2 separate regions of the Gossypium hirsutum genome follow, and region 1 is linked to region 2. Evidence: chromatin contacts called from public Hi-C data. All regions are on one chromosome and are shown on one strand. The core of a region is the stretch at or near the end of the contact, and the rest is flanking DNA. Distances in the headings are between cores, read along the strand shown. Region 1 holds the start of LOC107897645 (histidine-containing phosphotransfer protein 1). Region 2 holds the start of LOC107897637 (NADH dehydrogenase [ubiquinone] 1 alpha subcomplex subunit 8-B).

Evidence for each region. Hi-C and Micro-C count contacts between places; a contact is called where the count stands out from the background.
Region 1: a Hi-C map of leaf shows a contact between it and region 2, with 2.7 times the contacts expected there. The contact joins the promoter of LOC107897645 here to the promoter of LOC107897637 in region 2. A contact is called at or near these places in 3 of 34 Hi-C or Micro-C datasets (callus and leaf).

The regions. Positions count from the first base shown.
Region 1 is chrA10:23,697,171-23,702,433 of Gossypium_hirsutum_v2.1, reverse strand. It overlaps LOC107897645 (histidine-containing phosphotransfer protein 1), which reads left to right and starts at 1,670. Exons shown (of 7, transcript XM_016823162.2): 1 at 1,670-1,850; 2 at 2,028-2,108; 3 at 2,253-2,383; 4 at 2,465-2,533; 5 at 2,705-2,776; 6 at 2,858-2,930; 7 at 3,023-3,351. The coding sequence starts at 2,049. The coding sequence ends at 3,082.
Region 2 is chrA10:23,400,490-23,405,776 of Gossypium_hirsutum_v2.1, reverse strand. It overlaps LOC107897637 (NADH dehydrogenase [ubiquinone] 1 alpha subcomplex subunit 8-B), which reads right to left and starts at 2,528. Exons shown (of 3, transcript XM_016823154.2): 1 at 2,394-2,528; 2 at 2,072-2,311; 3 at 747-1,128. The coding sequence starts at 2,259. The coding sequence ends at 996. It overlaps LOC107897638 (50S ribosomal protein L33), which reads left to right and starts at 2,442. Exons shown (of 2, transcript XM_016823155.2): 1 at 2,442-2,660; 2 at 4,040-4,351. The coding sequence starts at 2,549. The coding sequence ends at 4,218. LOC107897636 (a long non-coding RNA gene) reads left to right here and starts at 5,235. Exons shown (of 5, transcript XR_001684230.2): 1 at 5,235-5,287.

The DNA of each region.
Region 1 (5,263 bases), core at 421-2,920, 300 kb before region 2:
ATATCTTAAAAACAAACATTAAAATTAGTGGGGAGATGAATGCTTGTGGACCATGCAATGCTCATCATTTACGCTCACTCCACCGTCCAATAATCTTGATGCACATTTTTGCCACAAAACAAATAACGGACTAATTGGTTAAAATTAATTTATTTTGATATTCAATTCAAACAAAATGTTGGCCTATTTCCATGTAAAATTCATAATAATAATAAGATGATGCTCTTAGGGATTAAGGAAGCGAGTAGCCACATTTAGCATGTTAAATGGCTTGAAATTTTGTTGATTTAAACTCAAAATCCTAATGAAAAATCTCTCTAATCTTCATTTATTATCGTCGAATGGATGCTTAAATTCAATATGTTCCTCTTCTAAACAAGACTTTCTTTTCAACCTTTTAAATTGAGTTTCTATTGCTTGAAACTTTCTAACTAACTTTTAACTTGATTTGGTATGTTTGAGTCTATCTTTTTTTGATATTTTTATTATCTTTTCTTTGTTTTTGTAAGTGATATTTGGGGCTCGCTAAAGCAATAAACTTTCGTTTTTTTTATATATATTTTTGTTTGCTTTGGATGTGGTAATATTTGTTTGTTGGTTCAAGGGAAGGCTTATGAATGGTTTAGTTGTGGATTTTCTTGGTTTATGGTTTTGACTGAAGGGGAAATATGGTGAGTACATTAATGATGTGAGGCTGTTGAGCTGGTTGGTTTAAATGTGAGGGCGTGGGGTTGACAGTGGCTTTGCTAGGGTTTGGGCTTGAGTTATTGTTGATATTGTTTGGACTATTAGGTTAGAGAGTAATGGTGTGAAGATTGAGTGACCAAAGTGTAAATTTGTAAAGTTACGAATTGTTAAAAAATAAACTTATAATCTTTTGAAATTAAATGACCAAATTGTAAACTTACTTATATTTAAGTGACTAAATTATAAATTTACCAGTCTCACATTTGACATTCGTTACCAACTTAACTACCAATAATATACTCACAAATTTATAATTTTTTTTAGAAAAATGATTAGAATGTAGCTTTATTAGTAATTATTGTTTTTAATTTTCAAGCATATATAATTGGTATATATATTTTCATGATAAATTAAATCTTTATAGGGACACTTTTGATAAAGATAATCTTTATAGAGACACTCAAAATCTACATCTCGGAAAAATAGTTTAGAAAAGTCAAATTTATTATGGATAACATAACTGTCAATAATTTAATTGTGGAAATTCCTAACGTTTCTCATCAACAAATTTATGGGGTCATTATGATATTTTATTATGATAAAAATTAAAATGGAAATGTAATCCAGTTATTTATAGCAATAATTTGATCCTACAATAAGTTAATAAATAATAAACATTTAAAATTAAGATATGACAAGTCAGCATGCTATGTCTTTTAAAATATATAAATAATTTCTATACACAGTATAATAATATTTAATTTTTTGATAAAGAAATATAAAAAAAACAAATACTAATTTCTATACTAATTTAAATTAAAACGCAGTCATTGATAGTAATTTTATAAAATAAAAAATTTGTCCTTTTCCTTTTTTATGAATAAATAATTTATAATTGAAATATAAAAATTATATTGTAATGATAAATAAAACTTATTTTTAATAAAAAGTATATATTGTGATGTGTTGGCAACATAAAAAAGGAAATTAACCATAAAATTTCCATTCGTGTTTAAATAATTTAGAAGAGAGAGAGAGAGAGAGAGAGAGCAAAATAAAGGAGGGAGTATGATTTTGTAATAGAAAACTGAAAACAGTAATAGCTCAAAAGAAAATAGAGCCAAAGGGAATAACATTAAATTCACATCAAATCCTTTTCAAAGGTTTGCAAAAAAGCATTTATACCCTTTTCTTGGGCCTTTTTTTGTTCTTTATTTTTGTGCTATTATTGCATTTCATTTCATCCCTAAACATCTAAATTTAAGCCACAAGCTTTGAGGTTTTGACCTTTTGTTGGGTCATTAGCTTTGATTAGTGGGAAAAGTTCTTTGTATGTGCAGAGAGAACAAAGGCTAAAGAGAATGGAAGTGGGTCAGATGCAGAGAAGATTGGTGGACTACACAAAATCCTTGTTTATGGAGGTAAAATCCCATTAAAAAAATCAACTTCAAATGTACAAATCTATTAACAAAAATCTCGTTTTTCTTTTGTCCTTGTTTTCTTCTTCTTGTTTTGGTATGTTTGGTTTTTCCTTACTTTTGTACCTTTTTTTTTGTTGGGACAAGGGTTTCTTGGATGCTCAGTTTTTGCAGCTTCAACAGCTTCAAGATGAGAGCAACCCAGATTTTGTTGTTGAAGTTGTGTCTCTTTTCTTTGATGATTCAGAGAAACTTCTTAATGATCTCACCATGGCTTTGTAAGAAACTCACCTTTTCCTTTTGTTTTCTGCCATGGATGTTTTTTTTTCTCCATTAAACATGTCTTTTTTCTTATACAGAGATCAGCCAAGTGTAGATTTCAAAAAAGTTGATGCTCATGTTCATCAATTGAAGGGTAGCAGTTCCAGGTTCAAAGCCTTAGAACAATATGATCCCATAGTTTCATTACAAAAGTTGACTAAACTTGTTAGATCTAACCATTCTAGAAAAACAAGGCTAAAAAACATGAAAAATGAACAAAATCTTGAAATGTTCAAGTTGTTTGATTAAACAATCAATTGTTGTGTGTGTGTCAACAGCATTGGTGCACAGAGAGTTAAAAATGCTTGCATTGCTTTTCGTAGCTTCTGCGAGGAGCAGAACATCGATGCGTGAGTCTCTTTACTTCACTCTAGTTTTTCGTTTTATCATATATTATAGATTTCGATACGATGTTCTTGAAAACATTGCAGGACACTGAGATGTCTTCAACAAGTGAAACAAGAGTATTACCTTGTGAAGAACAAGCTTGAAACTATGCTCAGGGTTAGTGCACTAGTTTTTTGCTTAAAGGAAATAGTTGTACTTAAGTTATAAAACCACTTTTTCTTATGCTTTTCTTTTCCCGGTTAACGCAGTTAGAGCAGCAAATCGTGGCGGCTGGTGGGTCGATTCCGATGATTGAACTGGGTTTTTGAGGACCATAAACATGAAGGGGGGAAAGAATGATTTTGGGGGTGGTTTATACAATAGGAACATATGGTGTTTAAGGTTTCTCTTTTTTATTTAATCTTACCAGTGAGTTTGTGGTTGTTTGATGTTCATGAAAGAAGAGATTTCATACTAGTTTCACTCCAAATAACTTCTAAAAGAACCTTTCTGTTGATAAATTTCCTCTTCAATTAATACTGTTTCTTCCATGAATGTGAACTATTGTTCCAGTTGGTGAACACTGGAATTGCTTCTAGATTTGTAATGCTATTCGTTGCTCTCGTGTTTATCGACAATATCTATGCATGTAGTGTAGGAATATCGATAAAATGATGTTAACAGTGCATGAGACACTCCGTAGGGGGGGCGGGGTTCGATATTGCTAAATGCTGAATTGCTGGCACATAATCCCCCAAAGTAGGGTTATGGCCATCATCATTGTTTTAGTTGTCTGAAGTTTTTACCCCTTGATTCCATTTCCTACTAAAGTTTCCCCCTTGTGGAAAAATATCCCAGGAGACATGAGCAAAGCTTGTCTTTTCTTGCCATGTTCCACATTTAACTGTCGTTTCTTCTATTATAACTGTTATTAGTCAATTATAGAGAAAAGAAACAAAAGAACTGTTGTTAGTCCTGGAGGACAATAACATGTTGGCATTAGTGGTTCAAAGATATAAACTGGCAACAAGAGAATTGTGGGGTTTTGATTTGATTATTTAAGTGGCAGACAAATGTTACTACGGTTCATGATGTCTTTCACAAAATGTTAACCATAAATCTGTTGGGACCGTCTCTTTGTCGGCTGCCAATATATCAGATTTAACCATAAAGCCGTTTGATTTGGTGTATTCCACACAGTTCTTTATTCATCATAGCTCCCTAATACAGCGGACCGGTTTTGACTACCCAATTGATCTGCAAACAGATTGTAATAAGCCGTAGTGTCGACATTTTTCAATATTTTTGCTGATTTTCCTTGCTTGTCGTTGATCAAAATCTGTCCATCCATGGATTCAACACCTTCAGCAATCACTTTGATTGGCATTTCTTCAATGGTAGGTTTCAGATTGTGATGATCTCCACCCATGAATATTGCACCAATGATTTCACCCATGAATGTTTCCTGCAAATGAAAAAGAGATTCAATCTTCATTCGCGAATGTTCATTTTATTCATAAGATCAGAAAACGTTAACATATGGCGATATCAATGAAGAGTTTGCTGCAAAGCGTAAAGCTTGAACAATAGACGCTTGACGAACTGAACTTCAGGACTAATACTTGCCAGGTTCAGCCTCTCTAAGATCTCTGGAAACAGACTGACTTTACGCTGAGTGGAATGAGTGTGATGTTAATCCTGATTCGAAAACTGACTTTGCGGAAAACGAATGGAGGAACATTGAATTCGGCATACTTGTTTGAAGGAATGCTGAAACACATTTCCTTTATCATGAGGACTTCGGCTGATATGTCTTCCAACAATATACACATTCTGCAGATAGATTGCAAACATAAATCCCATGACATACATGCATAAATCCATCCATCGTTACATACATACATGCATGAATACATATAGACATACAAGCATAGATACATGTGTGAAAAGGGTAACTTCATGAAATCCCATATGCCTGAACTAGTGAAGCTGTTTTTGTTTTAGTTATAATCCTGGCTAAAGTGGTCAGAGGTTCATTAGTCAATATGTTAATTTTTTATCCAGGATCCTTACTTTTCAATTTTGAAGTCCAAATTTCCAGTGCCAGAGGTTGTCTTAGTGATTTGACTGAGTGATCAGCTGTATATCTTCAGTGACAGTCCATATATTTCAGTTCTAAGCACTTCAGAGTTCAGACAGGAAAGGATGTTAGAAGAATACCTTCGACGGCTTCATGGTAAGTGCTGAGCTAGTCCATAAAGAGTATCCGAATCGAGAAATCTCTCACTTCCATGTGGAATAGCCTTAGCATACTTGCAGTCACCAACAGGAGGGAATACATTGTCAGACTGGTTCATTGCAAATACGTCTCCAAGACCAACCGAAATGTCATCCCAACCCATCATGTGCAGTAAATCATAGATTATATCTATGGTTGCAGCATCAGCCCAATCAGTTGGAGTTACTAAAATTGCCTGGATAAATAGAAATACTGAATTTACGGAACTTTT
Region 2 (5,287 bases), core at 1,279-3,778:
TACATTTTATTTTACCACTTTTAATTTTAATTTAATATTATAATTTACTTTTTAATATATTTCTAAATTTCTATACTATTTTCAAATTTTTATTTATAAAATATTATTTATTTTAAATATTACTTACATTAAATATATTGTATATATTATATATTATTTATTTTTAATTTATAAAAAAAAAATTAAACACGTAAAATCACATGCAACATTAGAAACTAATGTTAAATAAATGGTGAGATTATTAGGTATATTACTAACAAATAAGAAACAAATTATAAAGTGATAAATCTCAAAATTATACTTGAATCTTGATTTAATGTGCAATTGCTTACATGAACTTTAATTTAGTGCAATTATAAATGTGAAACTCTAATTGTAGTTCAAATGTATACTTGAAACTTTAATTTTGATTTAATCATACACATTTAAAGAAATAAATACATCAATTTATTTCTGAATATAATTATTTATGTATAATATATTAACAAAAAATAATGTTATATTAATAATTTACAAAAGTTAGATTAAATTAAAATTTAATGTATAAAATTACACAAAATCAAAATTCATATATAGTTTTAATATTTATCCCATTTAATAAACAAATAAAGCGAAACGAGGATACACCAGCGCCAATTTACTTACTATTGTTTTAGTTTTGTTTGCTGTAGCATATATTTCCTTTAGCAGCTGATCAGAAAGAAAAAAAAAGGAAAAGATATGCATGAATGAAGGGAAGAAGATCATGAACGAGAATCACACTCATCATGAATTATGTTTAAAAAAATGGAGTCATTTTCGGATGAAAATAGAAAAAAGAGAATTTTGGCAAGAACAGTCTTTTTATCCATACATGAGGGGATACAATGCCGAAAGCATATATAATGGGACAGTTCTTGTTCAATGCAAACTGGACCTAACTTATTCATAATTCAAGCATGAAAAGAGAATGTGTTTGATGAGTGCCAGCTGCTGGCTGCTGCAGAAAGCCGAAGTCAGTCCAAAGGGCAAGCTTTCTCAAAGGCTTGTTGCTCTTTGCAACATAAATCGAACTCATTTGTGTAGTAATACATGCATCCCACATAAGCTTCCATGGGGTCTTTGCATCTCTGATACAGATCTTTTAGCCTGCACCACGCGGTCCAACATTCCATAATTCAGATTAAAAAAGAAACGGAAAGGGTAACAGTAATGCACAATGTAGTCACCTATTCGAGTAATGCTTTGAGTTCCCCCCCAAAAATGTGCTTTTTAAAATATCCGGACAAGGGTACAAAGATAGGATTCACCTAAGTTCCTCCAAACACATAGAAAAGCTTAAAAGAATAAAGATGGAACATACCTATATTTGACACACGAACCAAGTTCGATAACATAGAGTAAGAACCGCAAAATATTCAGTGTTCAGAGGCATTTTTTAAGCTACAAAATGCTATAAACCCAAATCAAGTGAATGCGGCAAATGTCTTACTCTTGATTGGAGAAGTGGGAAGCCCCATTTTTACAATCAAACACAAACAGAAAGCCGAAAACCTATTAAAACTCAGTTGGTTTTCAGTAAATAGATCTAAAAAAGAATCAAACTAACATAAAGAGGAAGAAAAAACATCAGATTCAATGGCTCGGTTACACATGAATCTATTTCGCCTAATCATAGGGAGACTTAACATGGATTCATTTGAAGTTTCCATTGCTAATTGAAACACAAAGTTACCAAATGAGAGATGATCATTTCCCCGCCCCGCCTACCCAAAGAGATAAACCCTATGTTTCTCGAGGATATGCCCGTACCTATATCGATATGGATACTTTCGAGAGAAATGACCTATCCCTATCCTTTTAACCACACTTTCACAGTATAAAACCTCCTAAAAAACCTGTTCCAAAATTTCCATTACAAAGATATTAAAACCAATAATCCTAATTATCACACATTTTCCTAGTTAATTTCATTTCCCAGTTTTAATTCCCTTTCAATTCCAACATTGTCATATACGAACCAATTGAGCAAGAAAAACCCACAAAGAAATTCAAAATGGGAAAAACTGAAAATTGAAAAAAAAATGCTTACACTCCAAGGGCACAGCGAGTAGCTTGGCGGCCCTTATCGAGACATTTCTCAGGGTTGGGATCTTTCTTCTTACACTTGAGGAACTCCACGTTTTCGGACATACATTTAATCTCTATGTGCTTTGCTGATGACATCAGCACCGACGACGTTGGGATCGGTTCCCCCGTCGCATCCACCACTTTCGCCATTTCCGCCACCGAACCCAGAAAGAAATAAAAAAAATAAAAAGATCGCTTCTTTCTGCATCAACAATGAAAAGATGTCAAAATTTCATCAATCAAGATGAAAAAAAGGGAAAAATTACTGGGAATTAATCTCTTACCTTAATCAAGTAAAGGGTTTTCACTTAAACACTGAGATAGAGAATAGGGTTGTAAAGGACTCAAGAGTGAAGAGTTATGGTTTTGTTTAAACAGACGTAAACGGTGGAGTTGGTTGGTAATTCATTTTTGCTTTGAAGGGTATTTACGTCATTCCATGTTTCTTTTTGGGGTTTTATGCTTCCAATCCCAAAACCCTTGCTTTCTTCAGTTTTCTTTTCTCTTTTGTGCCAATCACCAAAGCAGTCATTTTCCGAGACAATTTAAGGGTAAGTTAAATTAAATTATTGTGATTTGATTTAATGTTAAAGTGACTTCCTTAGCTCTCTTCTTTGCTTAGTTTTTCATCTGTTTTTTTATGGATAAAATGTTGAATTTGCTGAAATTTGTAGAGATCTTCGAATTGACTTTACCCCTTGAAAAGTGTAGGCAAAAGATTTCATTTTTCTTTTCCGTTTCATTGTTGCATAGGAAATTTCCTTTTTCCTTCTTTTGCCTATTGCAATTGGAGTGACCGTTCTTTATATTACTATACATGTTTGGCATCAATGATCAAACTTAAATTGTCAGGTTGGGTTGGGTTGGTTTTGGATATGACAAAGAAAGGCATGATTTTGAGCAATGTCCCTTGGCTCATTTAGATAATGCCTTTAAACCTGAAAGAATTGGTGATTGATTGTCAGTTCTGAATTATTGCTAGAATCCATTTTTGTTTTGAAATGGACAGGATGTTTTGACATTGAATATTACATAATTTGCTCGGGTTGGGGGGATTGATATAATGAAGTAAAGGATTGGATATCAGGCTCACTTCCTTTGCATTCTAGACTTGCTTAGGTGAAGCTGGTAAGCTGAAATGGTGATTGATTAGCAACCAGGTGATTATTTTATGATTTTCTCTTGGAGAGCCAGGGTTGTCAAGGCATTGTGTTACAGTCCCAAGTTACGGATCGAGTCACTGGATGATTTGTAGGAAATTTGTTTGACTTAACTGATCTTTTCCCTTTGTTTCTGTTTCTTTCGTGGGATGACCCATAATGAACAAGGGGAACTCGTCAAAGGGAATTCCAGACCTTAGAATCGTTAAAAGTGTCTTAAACCCCTGAATATTAGAATAAATTCCGACTTAATTTATTCTTATTTGCAACAGCAGCTATCTTTTTTTTTTAATCCCAAATTTAGTGTGAGCATTTTATTTGTCTCTTTAACACTTTATAACTCTTCCCCCCTTCTGCAAAGTTTATAAGTTAAATAAAATTCATTGTCTAGAGAATCTCTTTGTTATTCACACTGAGGTGGACTCTGTAAAAGAAATTGTCAACTTGACTAGGTTTGTTGGTCGCCAGTAAACACTTGAATATGTTTTGAGTGATGCGGGATATGATGGTGTGGTGTGGAGGGCTTTATGTGTTATCATTGGACCTCTTTGTTGCTCATGGTATGCATTTGGACTCAAATCCGTTGCTCACTCACTCCGATGCCATGTTTAAATTGTGTGCATTTATAACTGTGGGCAAAACATAATAAGTACGGTTTTCTTCATACATATATACAACATGCATGTAAGGATGGATGTTTTGTGCTGTTTATGTTATAAAAATGCATCCGTTCGTACTGATTAGGTTGGTGTTTTCTTGTGTATGTATAGAGATGGGCGACAAGAAGAAAAAGACTTTTATGTTTATCCGTCTTGTCTCGGCTGCTGGGACTGGATTCTTCTACGTGAAGAGGAAAAGTGCTAAGAAAGTGGCTGAGAAACTCGAGTTCCGCAAGTATGATCCCCGGGTAAATCGCCATGTTCTTTTTACAGAGCAAAAAATGAAATAAGGAACCTGTTATTTTGCTTGCAGCTATTCCGTTCTCAACTTATTGACTTTTTAGATTGATGTAGCCGTACTGTTTTTGGTAGAAGATACCAAATTATGCGAACTGGAATGAAAGATGATCGTGTTTTGTCAAATTTGTTTAAGCCTCCAAAGCTTGCATTATCATGTATTAAATGCATCATTTAAAGAGACGGTCAATGAGCAAAACATATATTTTAGGTTAAATTATGAGGATAATCCCTGTACTTGTTGATTTGTGTGGGTTGTCTTTCTACTTTTATTTGCTTAAGTTTGGTCCCTCATTTTCAGTTAGCTCTACTAAAAAATTATTTACAATAACAAATTTAGCCTCTCAATCTTTACCACTGTTATCAATTTGACCTCTACTTTTTTTTCTTATAAAAATATTAAAAAAAAATATAAAATTATATTAAAAATTATAGATTAGTTAAAATTTTTTAAATGTGTCGACAAATTAACGAAAAAAAAAACACTGAAACTTAATATCAATCACTAGATTAGAAATCATTGTTCAATTAGTTACGAGTGTAATCTTACACAATTGAAAAAATAATTTTCCTAATAATGAGCTTTGAAAAAAACTCCCTCTATCAACCCTTCCCACTTTCTTCTTTTAAATGGCTTCAATTCTCATGGTTTCGCATAGTAATCAAAATTAACAAACAAAACCTCTCTCCTTTTTTTTCTAAAAAAAATCGAAACCAAAAAAGATGAATGGAAAAAATATCTTCATGTCGTTTCTTTTTTTGGTGTGGTTTCATTCGATTTTTCAAAGACCCACAATCTTTTTCAGTGTGAGGGTGTTGAAATTCAATGAAACACTATTTTCATTTAAAGTTTCTTTTTGAAAAATACAATTTTTATTTCTTGTTTTTGATTTTCGAAGAAAACTTGTAGACTTTTATTTAAAATATTTTTTTACTCAATGAAATAATGACACACAAACCAAGAAAGAAATAAGTGAAAAAAGATTACCAGAAAAGAATGTGTATCTATTTTGAATGTCATCATGTCTTTTTTTTTTTTTTTTTAGAATAAGATATGGATGC